Linked DNA regions of Cyprinus carpio: region 1 is linked to region 2. A link is a contact called in public Hi-C data. All regions are on one chromosome and are shown on one strand. The core of a region is the stretch at or near the end of the contact, and the rest is flanking DNA. Distances in the headings are between cores, read along the strand shown.

What was found. Hi-C and Micro-C count contacts between places; a contact is called where the count stands out from the background.
Region 1: a Hi-C map of skeletal muscle shows a contact between it and region 2, with 2.5 times the contacts expected there. The contact joins the promoter of LOC109096998 here to the enhancer-like site in region 2. A contact is called at or near these places in 4 of 8 Hi-C or Micro-C datasets (liver and skeletal muscle).

What each region holds. Positions count from the first base shown.
Region 1 is chrB3:33,137,722-33,144,620 of ASM1834038v1, forward strand. It overlaps LOC109096998 (parvalbumin beta-like), which reads left to right and starts at 4,519. Exons shown (of 5, transcript XM_019110691.2): 1 at 4,519-4,681; 2 at 5,094-5,160; 3 at 5,396-5,528; 4 at 5,612-5,721; 5 at 5,880-6,280. The coding sequence starts at 5,100. The coding sequence ends at 5,905. LOC109096999 (parvalbumin beta-like) reads left to right here. Exons shown (of 5, transcript XM_019110692.2): 3 at 937-1,069; 4 at 1,144-1,253; 5 at 2,774-3,058. The coding sequence ends at 2,799.
Region 2 is chrB3:33,105,164-33,112,744 of ASM1834038v1, forward strand. LOC109106547 (serine/threonine-protein kinase LMTK2-like) reads right to left here. Exons shown (of 13, transcript XM_042721407.1): 7 at 1,962-2,092. Among protein-coding and RNA genes, the nearest start is that of LOC109096491, 20 kb to the right of the region's middle. Within about 2 kb of position 2,963, at least 1 of the 8 cell types and tissues checked has an H3K27ac peak or open chromatin away from gene starts, as enhancers often do. A contact at or near this core is called in skeletal muscle, where this site is marked.

The DNA of each region.
Region 1 (6,899 bases), core at 3,269-5,768, 34 kb after region 2:
GAAGTGGACAGTATTGACAGAAACATGTGGCCAGCACATAAGGGAACTCATATTATATTATATTATATTATATTATATTATATTATATTATATTATATTATATTATATTATATTATATTATATTATATAACATTTCAGGTATTTGTAAACATGATCTAAAGGTTTCTGATTATATTTAAATATTCATTAAATTTAAAAAATATTTAAATTTATCTTGTATTTTTCTTTCAAAAACTACATAATAAAAAAGGATTCTAATAAATTTAATTTAATAAATGAATTGAACAGTATTGACAGAAACATAAGGGAACTCATTTATAATTTTATATTATATTATATTATATTATATTATATTATATTATATTATATTATATTATATTATATTATATTATATTATATTATATTATATTATATTTGAGTTATTTTGAAACAATCCAAAGAAATGCTTGAAATTTGTTTTATAGAAATTGAGTTTCTTTAAAAAAGTAAAAAAAAAATAAAAAAATATTTAAAATGGAATAAAATAGTAATTTTTTAATAAATGAAATGGACTAAATATTAAATTACACAGGAACTCCCTTAACGCTATTTAAAAAAATGGTAACATCTAAACTGACTGGTTTTATCCAATATTACTTAATGTTGCCAAATCAAGCAAAAACATGCATTTCTACATTAATTTCTATACGTTCATAGATGAAATCAGGTAGAAATAGGTAACAATTGCAGGTTACCACTTAATGATGGTTTTTATTAGTTACATTTTTGGTCAATACACTTCTACATAATATTTCTGTATTTTTGATGACTTCCAAAACGTGAAAAATAAAAATAAGCTAAAAGTGTGCAATTTTTTGAGTGTTTTGTAGTATTTTATAGTGGTGATGATGATCATAACAGAATTTTTTGATATGATGTAATGAGGTGTTTCTACAGCTGCTGACTCCTTCGACTACAAGGCTTTCTTCGCCAAGGTTGGCCTGTCCGCCAAGTCCGCCGATGACGTCAAGAAGGCTTTCGGCATCATTGACCAGGACAACAGCGGCTTCATTGAGGAGGAGGAGCTGAAGTGAGAATCATAATAAATCATTCTAAAACAGCAGCGGTCGCAGGGTTAATAACAGGCCTGTGCTCTTCCTGTAGGCTGTTCCTGCAGAACTTCAAGGCTGATGCCAGGGCTCTGACCGACAAAGAGACCAAGGCCTTCCTGTCTGCTGGTGACAGTGATGGTGATGGCAAGATTGGAGCTGAAGGTACATGAAAAATGCCATTTTGACACCATTTTACATGTCAGATGAGATCTAGAAAGGAAGTCAGGAAAGGAAGTCTAGGGATTTTTAGGCTTGGTAGTGGAGCTTGAGAAGGCTTGGATAAGCCTACAGTAAATGACAGAGGAAATCGAAGGCCTGAAATTGTTTGTGGTAGTTTTTTTATTCATTTAGCATCTCTTCCCATGTAATATCACAACATACCATCACTCAGGGCTCAACAGTAAGGATTATTTCTGCTTTAGATTTCTACTCGCTCTGCCTACATTTATACTGGCCTGTTAAAAACATTAATTTGATATAACTGTAGATATACATTTTTTACATATATATTTTAATATTTACTAAAATATATATTTATTCCACACATGTATTTATTCCGTTTCTTTACAAACAAAATTTGCAATAATATTTTCAACCCAGGTGAATTATTATAATTTTTTTTTACATTTGTAGATATAAATCTTCACATACATATTCTAATATTTACTTATTAAAAAAAAAAAAAAAAAAAAAAAAATATATATAATATATATATATATATATATATATATATATATATATATATAATATATATAATATTTACTTTAAATACTTTATATATATATATAATGTGCAAATTTTTAAAAATTAATAAAGTGAAATGTGCTTCACTGTATATGTAATTTTTACATATATATTTACACATTATTCATTCATGCATATTTTATATTAATCATATTTTTACATATACATATTTTAATAATTACTTATATGTATTCATTCCTATGGACATTTTACAAATGATATATTATTAGACATTTTTCACACAATTCTTTCTTAGAGTTTGTAATAAGTTTTTCAATTTTTTTATTTGTGATTATATATAGTTGTATTTTTTTTTTTCATTGTATAATGTATAATGCATATTAATTTTTTATAATGTATGTGTATAATTGATTTTTTTTTTTTATAATTAATTTCCAATTTTATATGTTATTTTTGCTTATATATTTAATATTTACACTTTTATTCATATGCACATATATATATATATATATTTATTATTCATGATATTATTCATTATTTAACATTTTCTAATTCTAATTTTAAGTTTTCTTTACAAGGACAGTTTGCAATAACCTTTTTGTTAACCCATTCTTACGGATATATAACAAATCATCCTTGTGATTTTAACAACATCTATGATAGTGTTTTAGATTATTTTACCTAGCTAACAAGCTGACAAAAAGAATTTGCAACCAAATATAAACTAAAGAAAATAGATAAAAAAATTAATTGTAATGTAAGTGTTGTTAAAAGAGTGGCATTAACCGAGCCGAAACTCTCTCACCATTCTTCTTATTGTCACTGTCTGTTTACTTGGCAGCATCCACTGAAGCTCCACTGTAGTGTAGGATGACGAGCAGTAGTGCAGTTTACCAACACTAACCATATTTGAAAATGAAATTGGTGATATTTGCAGAATTGCCTAACGCTAGTTTCATGTCTGTCTCATCTCACAGAGTTTGCTGCTCTTGTAAAGGCTTAAATTTTCATCTGACCAAGACCCTTCCAATACCAAGGAACCAGAACTCACGACAGCTCACACCTTTCTCAGCCGAACTTTTTTATATGATCTAATTTATGACTGACTTTGGACAGTTGACTCAGTTTTGTGTCTGGATGAGGGTACTGTTTGTGTTAGTTGGATGTTGTATTTCAAGCCCATTGGCTTGTGCACATGTACAATCTTGAATGCACTTCTGGGGAAGAGTGAAAAACGAGGAATAAATATAGTTTTGGTGTAACATGTCTTTGAAGCAGAGTCTTTTGGGTTTCGACCGGATGTCCTCCCGCCGGGCGGCTCTCATGATAATGCACTCTTAGTCAGGGATGTCCTGCAGGCCGCTCTTGGCACGAGGCTGGCCGAGGGAAGGCCTGGAGATATGCTGAGATGCACTGGAAGGGATTTGCAGAGGATAGTTTTCGCATGCCCAATTAGAGTCCATGGCAGCTTCTTGAATGCTCAGAATAGCTCATCGAACACTCAAACAAAGCGACAGCCAAGCTCAGTCTTCCAAAACCCATTAAACGCCCTGCGATGGGCACGACTTCATTAGAGCAACTGGCAATGCTCTTGCAATGATGTGCTGTTAACCATAATGGTGAATCAAACTGTTTACATTCTTAATTAGACATTTAAATCCTTTAGCTTTTATACAACTTATAGAATTATCCTTAATTCTATATTAGAGTGACCATTTGTCCTCCAGGATTTCAAAATGGACTAAAATTGCCAAATTTTATATCTCTGCAGTCCCCATACATGCTCGTATTTGCGTTGCTTTGACCTTTCTCTGTAGATCCCGCCTTCTTGCACACGATTGGTCGCTTATGTGCAATACCTGCGCGCTATTGGCCAAACTGCTTGTCAGTCATTTTTCCATCAGAACGTTTGAAAACGACAGGAAAACAAAGCCGAAACCCGGACATTTTAGTCTACTTAGAAATGCTAAAAAGAGTATGTGTCGAATATAAAACAACTTTCAGTTTAATCTTTCGACGGTGTAGAACAAGTAGAAGAGTTTCTGACTGTAAAACCAGCCATAGCTGGATGAACTCTGCTGCTCTCTGCTGCTTGAACGCTGTATGCAACTGTCAAGAGTGAACTAATAGTAACACGCTTTATAATAAACTGTGCACATTCACAAAAATAGCTTAAGAGAGGCTAATATGCTCCTTTTTGATAAGTTCAATGGAAAAAAGTTTCAAGCATATATTAATTTAGCAACTTTATATCAGTACAGTTCAAGTTCAAGATTAACATATCATAAATTCAAGTAGGCTAATGAACATATAATGCTAATAAATGAAGAACGGAGTTAACCAAAACAGATTTTTTTATTACCCTTTTTCATACAAAAAACAGAAATCAGAACATTTTTAATGTTCTGCAAGCACAAACAAAAACCTCATGCAAACTATCACAACTGAATGAACAAATATGCATTTTACATGGAACTAATAACAATATAACCAGAAATATAAGCAAACACAACCGGAGAGTCCATACCCAGAGCACTAACAGAAATCCCCCTTTGAAAAGTGTCCCGAATGTCTCCCTTCATATAACCCGGTGAGCAAGTGTCCATAGGAATATGTCCATGCACTATCAGCAGCGTGTATTATTAGCATGCGAGTATATGATGGACTTTTTTTCAAATGCACCTTTTAAGCATCTTCATTTTTGAAGATAAATATAGTACAGAGGGCGCATGTCAACTGGCCCCTCGGCCGGCGGGTGTCTATTACATTACGATTCATATTTGGAGTCGCTGAAGGTATATAAGGGGGAGATCGGGGCCCGGAGATCACTGCAGTTCACAGCTCGAGTCTTCTGAAACTACCTTCAGCACCAAAAGACAAAAGAGGTGAGTTTGCACGGCGGACCCAGTCTATCTCTCAAGAGGAAAAGAAAAAAAACTGGATCCAGTTAGTTCCGGAGCAGTCAATAATGGAAATTAAAACCTTTTGCATCTTAAATTTTCTCTTCATTTTGAGGATTTTGTATTTATTTATTTATTTATTTCGCCTGCTGGTGGTCACACACACACCACCGGACTCTTTGGGATTTAACACCCTCGTAACTCATATCTACATTTGACACGCTTCCCTTTTCGCAGTTTGTATGCGATTTGCATGCTTGATGGCATGAAACAAATGAAATGTGATTAGATTAAGCCTTGTATTTAGAGGAGACAAACTGCACTAAATGCATATGAGCTTTCGGAAATCAATCAATGAAAGTTGTGTGTAATATTTCCTGTTTTAACATCCATTTAGCTAAAGATGGCCTTCGCCGGAGTCCTGAACGACGCTGACATCACTGCAGCACTGGAGGCATGCAAGGGTGAGAGAAAGCACGAAAGCAACACACCGTCCTCTATCAAAAATAAGAGATGCCACAGCGATGTCATAGAAGAGCCATTCAGTCAAAGGTTCTTTAAAGAATCTGAAGAACCTTCTTTTGCCACAGAATGGTTCTTTATGGAACCGTTTAGACAAAAAAGGTTCTTTTATGGCATCGTGAAGCACCTTGATCTTTAAGAGTGTGTATTTATCAGGCTCCTGTGTTTCCCACACAGCTGCTGACTCCTTCAACCACAAGACTTTCTTCGCCAAGGTCGGTCTGACCAGCAAGTCTGCTGATGATGTGAAGAAGGCTTTCGCAATCATTGATCAGGACAAGAGTGGCTTCATTGAGGAGGATGAACTGAAGTAAGGGCAAACAAATCCTTTTTTTTAAAATACTAAAACTGGATTGGCTTCTCAAGCTGTTCTGACAAACTGTGCGTTTGCAGACTGTTCCTGCAGAACTTCAAGGCTGGGGCCAGGGCACTGACTGACGGCGAGACCAAGACTTTCCTGAAGGCTGGAGATTCTGATGGTGACGGCAAGATCGGAGTTGATGGTCAGTCACATTCACTCGTCTGCACTGAAAAATAGAAATAACAAATGCACCTCACTATGCTTCCCATGCACTGCTGATGAGATCAAATGCATACTATTTTAACTAAAACACACACACAAAAAAGTGATTTTAACATGTTGATTGTTTCTTTCTGACAGAGTTCACTGCCTTGGTTAAGGCATAAATTGCTTCTGACCAACAACACCTCTTGCTCTGAAGGAACAACTTTGCCCAAGACCTCCCATTTTCATCTTACTATAAATAATTTTTATACTCATGATGCTTATGAGAAGTTTCCTCCCATGCAGCACACTGTCAAAACGATGACTGTGAATGTAGCGGTTGTGTCTCCTGTCTTAAATATGAATTTTGCATACTGTAAAATCTGATGCACTTTTACGGGAACGGACGATACGAAAAGAATAAATATTCTTTTTCAGTATAGACCTCTTTTCATTTCTTCTTGTAAATCTGCTCTGCACTCCAGCTGTATGCAGAAAGTTTATAACCACATTTCCATTTCAGGAAATAAAATAAAATAAAAATATTTGATGGATTATTTGGGATCATGCATTCATTCAGTGTTACTGCAAATGTGAAACACCTTGACTCACGTTTATATTCACAAACATTATAATCACTCACTTACAAGCCAAAGCCTAGCCTATCTGTTCACATAAAATTATTTAACTTAATTTAAAATAGCTGTTTTATAGTTTTTAACGAATTTTATATTTTTATTCAGCAAGGATGCATTAAAATTAATCAAAAATGACAGTAGAGACATTTATAAGAAACTATTACAAAGATTGTAATTACTCACCAACAAGCTGATCGATTTTGATCTGTTCAAATACACAAATAAACAAACGTCTATGTTTAAGCTCAACTCTTCCACTAGATGGCGTTACTTTACAATGACTGAATGGATAGTAAAAGCAGATATTTAGAATAAGTGTACGCCCAAGATAATTATTATTGTAAAAAACTATATTGCACACATTTTTACTTACTTTTTAAAATTCAAAAATGGCTTTTAGCATCTACACTGAAAACAGCAGCACCCTTAAAGAGACCTATTTGTACCTCTAAAAGGTGCATATTAGTACTTTAGAGTAGTAATGTGTATCTTTAAGCTACTACTGTAAACCTTTTAGGGATACAGTGATGCTCCTTAA
Region 2 (7,581 bases), core at 1,713-4,212:
ACAGGACTACTGTCATGCTCACTGAAACCACTGCAAGATAAATGGACAGATATTTTAGACGCTGCACTCTGGCCTTGGCAAAAGGGGCAAATACAGTAGTGTTGGCGGGTCACTGAGAGGCAGAGCTGTGCTTTTGGCCATACATGGAAAATTCACAGGGTTATTCTCCTTAACTAAAACTAAAACCATTAAAAATGTTTCTGTTACTTGAAATAAATGTTAACTGAAATAAAATAATTTTAATCTAGTTGCCAAAGTAACATTTCTCCTTTTCATTTCGTTTAAGCATTAAAATAACAAAAAATAAATAAACTAATAAATAAAAAATTATAAAAATTACATGAACATATATAAAAAAAGGCAAACCACAACAGAATTACTAAAACTTTGACTAAAATTACGGTTAAAACAAAAAATATAAAATCTTATTAGAAATACTGACAAACTATACTATTAGACATATAAAGTAGATACTATTGTAGCATTGGTACTAAAATAACACTGGTGCCAATAAGAAAAACACAAGAAATAAGCTAAGAAAAATTAATAGTAAAGAAAAAAGCTAAATCTATATGCATAATAAAAAATTATATATGTAGCACAAATTAAGCACAAATTATCAATGTCCAAGCACAATGAAAAAGGGAGAACATTTCCAACTTTGGCACAAGAATACAGTTATTATCTAATGGTTACGGCAATGCTTCAACTATACTGTAGCATCTCCTGTTGATGTAATTTGATTTGGTGTGTGATTGTGCTCAGAATGTCAATATCCATGTCCCAAATCGTTCCAAAGTATAGTTTCCCAAAGTTTTGAACCAACAGCACTGACTTTTTTTTTTTTTTTTTTTTTGACGTTTATTCAACACTGACTTTTTCAATTAAATCAGAAAACTGAAATTTGCCAGACCTTAGGGGATCGGAGGTAAAATTTGTTCCTGCTAATACAGTTCTGGAGTTATTAGTAAAACATTCTTATTATAGTGCCACCTGATGTTGAGTGGGTGTCTGTGCACTTGCCTGAGTAGAGGGTGAGATTTGGTGTCACTCCACCAAAGTGAACTTTACTGGAGTCTGAACTTTACTGTTCTGATGCCCAGTTACTTCAATCATAAAAATAAAAATATCTCACCAAAATCTAAAGTGCTCCTTTGGTTCTCCTCTGATGCTCAGACCCCATGAATTAACCAATGAGGGTTCAACACCCCTTTGTGCGCATAAGCGATCTAAAAAAGTTGCATTTGCACATGCAATTGGCTAAAAAGATGTCACTGCTCTTTGGGCTTCGCACCATTCCAGACAGCTAAACCAGCTCATGTAGATGTCCACAGTGGGAGTGTCAAACAGCGTTTGGCAGGAAATCAACTCTGAATTCAAAAATCTAGGAGCTCAAGTATTTTCATGACAGCCACAACAACAGCATGGAATCTCCATGCCTCCTTTGGAGTTGAAGGCCAGATAACCCCGCCCACCCCCTGCGCCCCATTCGGGGGGATCCTCTTACGCTAAAACCACAGAATCATCATATCTCAGCGGCGGTGGACAGCCAACACCCCATAATCCAGGGGAGCTGTGCAATCGGACACCTTTCAGCATATTCTGAGCATGAGGGAGGGTACAGACGCGCTCAGCATGGCAAGACACCCTAGATAACTCAGCCTTCCTCCAGAAGACTGGAAGGGGAAGAATGAAAGTGCAACGTTGCCTTTCACAGCACCGTGGCCTTTTTTGGAAAAAAGAGGCCAGCCAGTGCAGAGGCAGAAAGGCTGAACAAAAACACACACGTGCAGCTGCATTGGACGCATTCGGATTGATGCCATGAGTTGCTTTAAACACGATTGTGTGATGTTTGCATAAGGGTTAAGCAATGTCAAACCAATGAGAAATGAAATGGAAATGTAATGTATGTGCCTCTTTGAGATGTAAATTGAAGTGAAGGTCATATTTGCATGGTTAACCTGTGCAGGAAGTTGTGCTTGTGCATGTGGGTGACCCCAGCAGCGATCTCGCAGGCCATTTTCTGCAGCTGTAGCAGTTCTCCATTCCTGTACAGCCATTCATGCTTAGAAACGTAACTCTTCAGGTCCCCTGACACAAAAACACAAACACAAGGGCAAGAGTTACAGGACATTCATGACTCAAACACACTCAATTACATTTAACGACCACAGAATCAAACAATCTGCTGAATATAAGCATCTTGGGAAGCAGATATCACAGCACTCAGATTTAAATGATCAAGTTTGTTTGAAGGCTATATTTTCAGCCAGTGTGTGAAAGGTAACTTGGGGCGGCAGCCACAGAGGGGCAGTATTCTCTCTCTGTACAGATGCTGTTCTGCTGCATGGGCAACTCAACCAAATAAGGGAAAGGTGGTTTAATAGAGACTACTATATGCTGTGTCACTGTAATTTAAAAATAAAAAAGCAGCAGTAAGACAGTGCGGGCAAATCAGGGCTGTTCAGCTCTGTTGGGTTTCTGGGCCAGAGACTACAGGCCAGTTGGACTCTAAAATAAGTTGGAGTGTCCAGTAAATTTTATGCTGTTAGTGGTGTTTTTAAAAAGTCACTCACTTGATTTAATTTGTTCTGTTCTGTTTTGCTTTTTGATTTTTCCTTTTTGTTTTGATTTTTTCTGTTTTTTTTTTTTTACTGTGCTGTGTTTTGATTTGTTTTGTTTGTTTTGCTTTGATTCGCTTTTTTCTATTTGCTTTGATTTTCTTGGTTGTGCTTTGATTTTTTTTTTTTTTTTTTTTTTTTTGATTTTTTTTTTTTTTTTTTTTTTATTTTTGTTTTGTTATAAGCTTTGGCTTATAACCATACATCAATAAACAAATATATATTAACTAGTCAGATGAATCATTTAACCGTTTTAACAATTTTAAGTCTACTCGCTCAACGGCTGAGTATTATTACACAAGTCACAGAGGACGTAGACACTGGTCTGGAGAGGATCCGGATATCTCAGACTCCTAGCGACACAGTGCAAAGTACTCCCTTTGGAATGCTGCGGGAGAAAAGAGCGGTACAGCTGGCAGCCATGTAATATATGATTAACTTTCTGTGAAATTAGTCAACCTGTAAAGCAAGCAAGCTGGTAACGGAGCTTTGTTTGCACAGAACATAAAGCTAGGCAAACCGTTTTGCCTTTCATCTATCCATTTTTAAAAATGATTCTTCTTTGGTTATAATGACCACTCTATGATGACACGATTAAAAGCGTATCTGAGTTACTAAACGTTCACCCAAAAGGAGGCAAATTTTCTAAAAATCCAAAGAGGAAAAAAAACGAAAAATTATATTTTGCCAAGTGAAACTGATACCTATTTTTAGTATGATTTAGCTTGTTGCACATATGATATGACAACATTATTATTACTGTATTTTACTTTTAACATTTCTTTGTAATTCCCATTATTCTCATTGGTGATTAACATTAAATTCTGAGAAAAAAAAAAACAAACTAACTAATTTTTAGGGATGAATGTGAAAGAAAGCAAGCAAATATTCTAATTTCTTTCTTTTGGTTTTGGGTGATATATGGCTTACGGATAATACTGATACATTTCTTTTTTTTTTCCTAAAGTCATTTCAAGTGCACAGCACTGAGAAACATACGATTACTTTTAGATCTCAGTAAATCTTACCAGGGGCTTGGTCTGCCTTTAAACATAAACACGCATACACTTAGTGCAGCTCCCTAAAGAAAGCCTTTACAGGAGAGACTGTCACTCAATCAGAGAGCAACTGGCATTCTGCAAACTAGCTCCAATTGCACCCTGCAGCTATATTTCTCTCTAAAATGCACTGTGTCAGGGTTACCAGCGGTTACCAGCGAAACACAAAGAAAATCAGCCATCCAAATGCGCTTCCCTACACCTCGGAAGAGTGACATGTTGAGCATATATTTTAATATAAGGGAAAATATGAAAATCACAGTGATGGGACATACAGTGTTAAAAAAAGAACTTCCTCCTCTGCACCTTACAAACTGGAAATCAGTAGAGCAGCAGCTGACTCTCATTATGAGAGATGGTGCAGTATGTTCAGAATGGAATACTAGCGTGCTTCTTACTGCATACCTGTATAAATACACTACTGTTCAAAAGATTAGGGTTGGCAAGAGTTTTGTAAAATAAATTAATATTTTTATCCAGTAAGGAAGCACTAAATTTATCAGCAAAGACAGTAATGACAGTAAGAAATTATGTTTCAAAAATTTAGATTTTAAAAAAATGTTGTTCTTTTGAACTTACTATTCATTAAAGAATCCTGTTAATTAAATGCACCCGGGTTTCCACAAAACTATTAAGCAGCACAACACAGATAATTATAAGAACCTAACAAAAATAATGTTTCTTTTGCAGCAAATCAGCATATTAGAATGATTTCTTAATGATCATGTGACACTGAAAATGTATGTATAGGGTGATTTTTTTTTGTTTTTGTGATAATGTTATTGTTTGTTTTACTTTATTTTGGTAATATTGTTATGTTTTTAATTAGCCAAATGAGATCCATTATCTTGGAAATATTGTTATATTTGTCAGTCTGAGTCAAGAAAGAGACAGAAATGTGAGGTTCAAAAGAGAAAACGTGGTTGTAAACACACTGAATTCTGATCTTGTTATATACTGCAGATTTTGACAAACATAGTAGGTCAAAAAACTGCACTGTCCACAGTAAACATACTACACTCTGGAAAATAATACTAGTAGTATGCTATTCTGAATACAACCAATGACTACCTCAACCAAACCTCTCAATATGAATACTCATCCCACACAAACTGGTCTGGGATGAATCGAGCCAGAACTGTGCAGTGAAAAGCTGTCTTTAAAATGCCCAAGCTTCTCCATTATTCTTCTTAGATGGGATTTTGTAGGACCGTACAACTAAACAGCTCTGTGTCTCAGCCTCTAGGTTCGTGTGAAGCTACACTCGGGAAGGAACAGCTTGGGTCGAAACCCGAGCCGTAACACCAGCTAAGGAAACGGCCCAGACTGCATTACGCAACAGTGGGCTGCAGTGAGCTCATTCTGTCTCTCTGGAGACGGGCGGTGTGGCTCGAAGCCATCCACCTGCTCAGGCCCAGAGGATCCCAGACCACAGACATCGTTCCTAACAACTGGTCAGGTGTGCAGAATGTTCCTAACCACTACCGCTGTGGGATCAACTAATTACAGAACGAGAGTGGAGTCAACCTCAGCAGAAACTGAAAGGAATTAGAGAATATTGCCTCAGATGGTTTAGTTAGTTTGTGCAAACGCTGAGCAGTGAACTGGCATGTCTCAGTGTTATTATGCTTCTGCAGATTAACAGACAGTAACAAGACTCCATCGTTGTGGTCAACATGCACGTAAAACCATTGGCAAGGAAGTCATTAGATGATGCCATATGTTTTTGTTTGTTTCACTTTGCACTAGCACATTTGAGACTTGCAAGCACACAGTGTGTCTTTATTGCAACACTTTAGTATTTATAAAAGCATTTGATATGTAACTTCATGCAGATTATATTATTATAGTTAAATAAAACTAAAACTGAAACCATAAAGTTTGTTACTTGAAAAAACATAAACGTTAACTGAAATAAAATAAAAACTATTTCCAAAGAAAACTTTTCTCATTTTCACTTTGTTTAACTTCTACTACTAAAACTACTAATATTAAAATGATTAAAACTTAAATAAAAAAAATAATTGAAAACTATATTGACATACTGAAACATAACTAATTAAAATGACAAACAGCACTGAAATTACTGAAACAAAATTATGAGAAAAAAAAAAACTACAATAGTATCTCAATGATACTAAAATAATAAACTACGTGTAAAGACATCTTCAGAATAAGAACGATGATTTCTTGAGGTGTGTTTTTTATTTACATTATTTGTTACTTACAAGCACAAAAAAAATTTTTTATAAAAAAAGTTTTGTACATTTTCCAGCAAAATTAACTGGAAAATCTTTTTCACAATCATATTCTAGTAGTACTTAGTATCTTTTGCAGCATGGTGATAAAATGCACCAACGCAGCGAGATGAGGGTGCCAGTGTCAGTAAAACAACCCTGTTGCTTTATTGGGATATGAGGGAAGCGGAGAGCTACCTACTGCATTCTCATACATGCATTCTCAAGCACAAGCAGCACACCCGAAATAGATCAAGAAAAAGAGAAAATAAATCAAAGGGCAAGAAGCAGCCCATTGACAGACACTGGCTGTGTAACTTATGACGGATGCTGGCATAATTAAGGTGCTGGGAACAAATGAAGTAGTGAGGTACGCTGGAGTATCTGTGCTTTCAGACTTGTCCGGTAAGAATTTGAGATTCCGTGTGTGGCTGTGAAACAAGATTCCACAACGGCCAGTTCAGCTGCTTACAAGAGTGCAAGACAAGATGATCTGGAGCGCTAGACAAGATGCTGAAGAATTAAAAACCTCATATGTGTCTCATTTCACTGGTACAACAGAGTCAGAACAGATGCAATATATGGCAATGATAGCACAAAAACAAAACATTTTAGTTTTAAGATAGTGCAGAAGTACATTTGAATAGTTGTGCTTTTACATAGCCATCAAATTAAATATGGTTTGCAAGAGTCTCTTGTAAAATTAGTCAATTTGTTTGCACTAGCTTCCTGTCTTAATCTCGAAGAGAAAAAGCAACCCAAAATTGCTAATATGAACTATGTAGGAACTTCGTTGGAGAGTGAAATCAGAGAATATATACCGTTCAAAAGTTTGAAGTCAGTAACATAAAAAAACACTTATTCAGCAAGAATTCAAAGTGACATTAAAGACATTTATAATGTAACAAAAGATTTCTAATTCAAATAAATGGTGTTCTTTTGAACTTTCTATTCATCAAAGATTCCTGAAAAAATGTAGCATGGTTTCTACAAAATGTTAAGTAGCACAACTGTTTTTAACATTAGCTGGGTTTCTATTCCAGATATGTGCAAAACTTTTGCGCTTTTTTATAAATGTTGATAAAAATCTATTGCGACTTGACGGTGTTTCCATTAACTGATGTTTTGTGACAAAAACGTAATTTTTTTCTCTTGCGATAAGTCGTGGCGATGGATTTTGTCAGGTTTACATATATTGCAGCTACTGCACAAGCCATTATTTTTTAATCGAAGGAGACGTATGCTTCTATCTTTAGCGAAGCAGCGTGGAGAGACGCTTCAGAAACTGGTATAAACAAGCTGTACATAAGTGGTTATCCAAGCATTAATGGCAAGGAAAGCCCTTTATACTTGAGAGTGGCCACATATGAGGTGTTTCCTGGAGGTTATAGTACATTAAAGAATGATCATGTGACTTTTACGTACAACCAAGTGACCTGTAAATGCGGAAAAAAAAATTCCATTGCAGATTTGCAAAACATTCCTTTTTCAAATTGCCTGAAAAACCACCTCATGCGAGCGTAAAAACTTAACAGGCGTAATTTCAATTCAAATTTCAATTTGCGCAATTTAAAGGGTAATGGAAAAGCAACTATTGATAATAATAAGAAATGTTTTTGAGCAGCAAATCAGCATATTAGAATGATTTCTGAAGAATCATGTGAC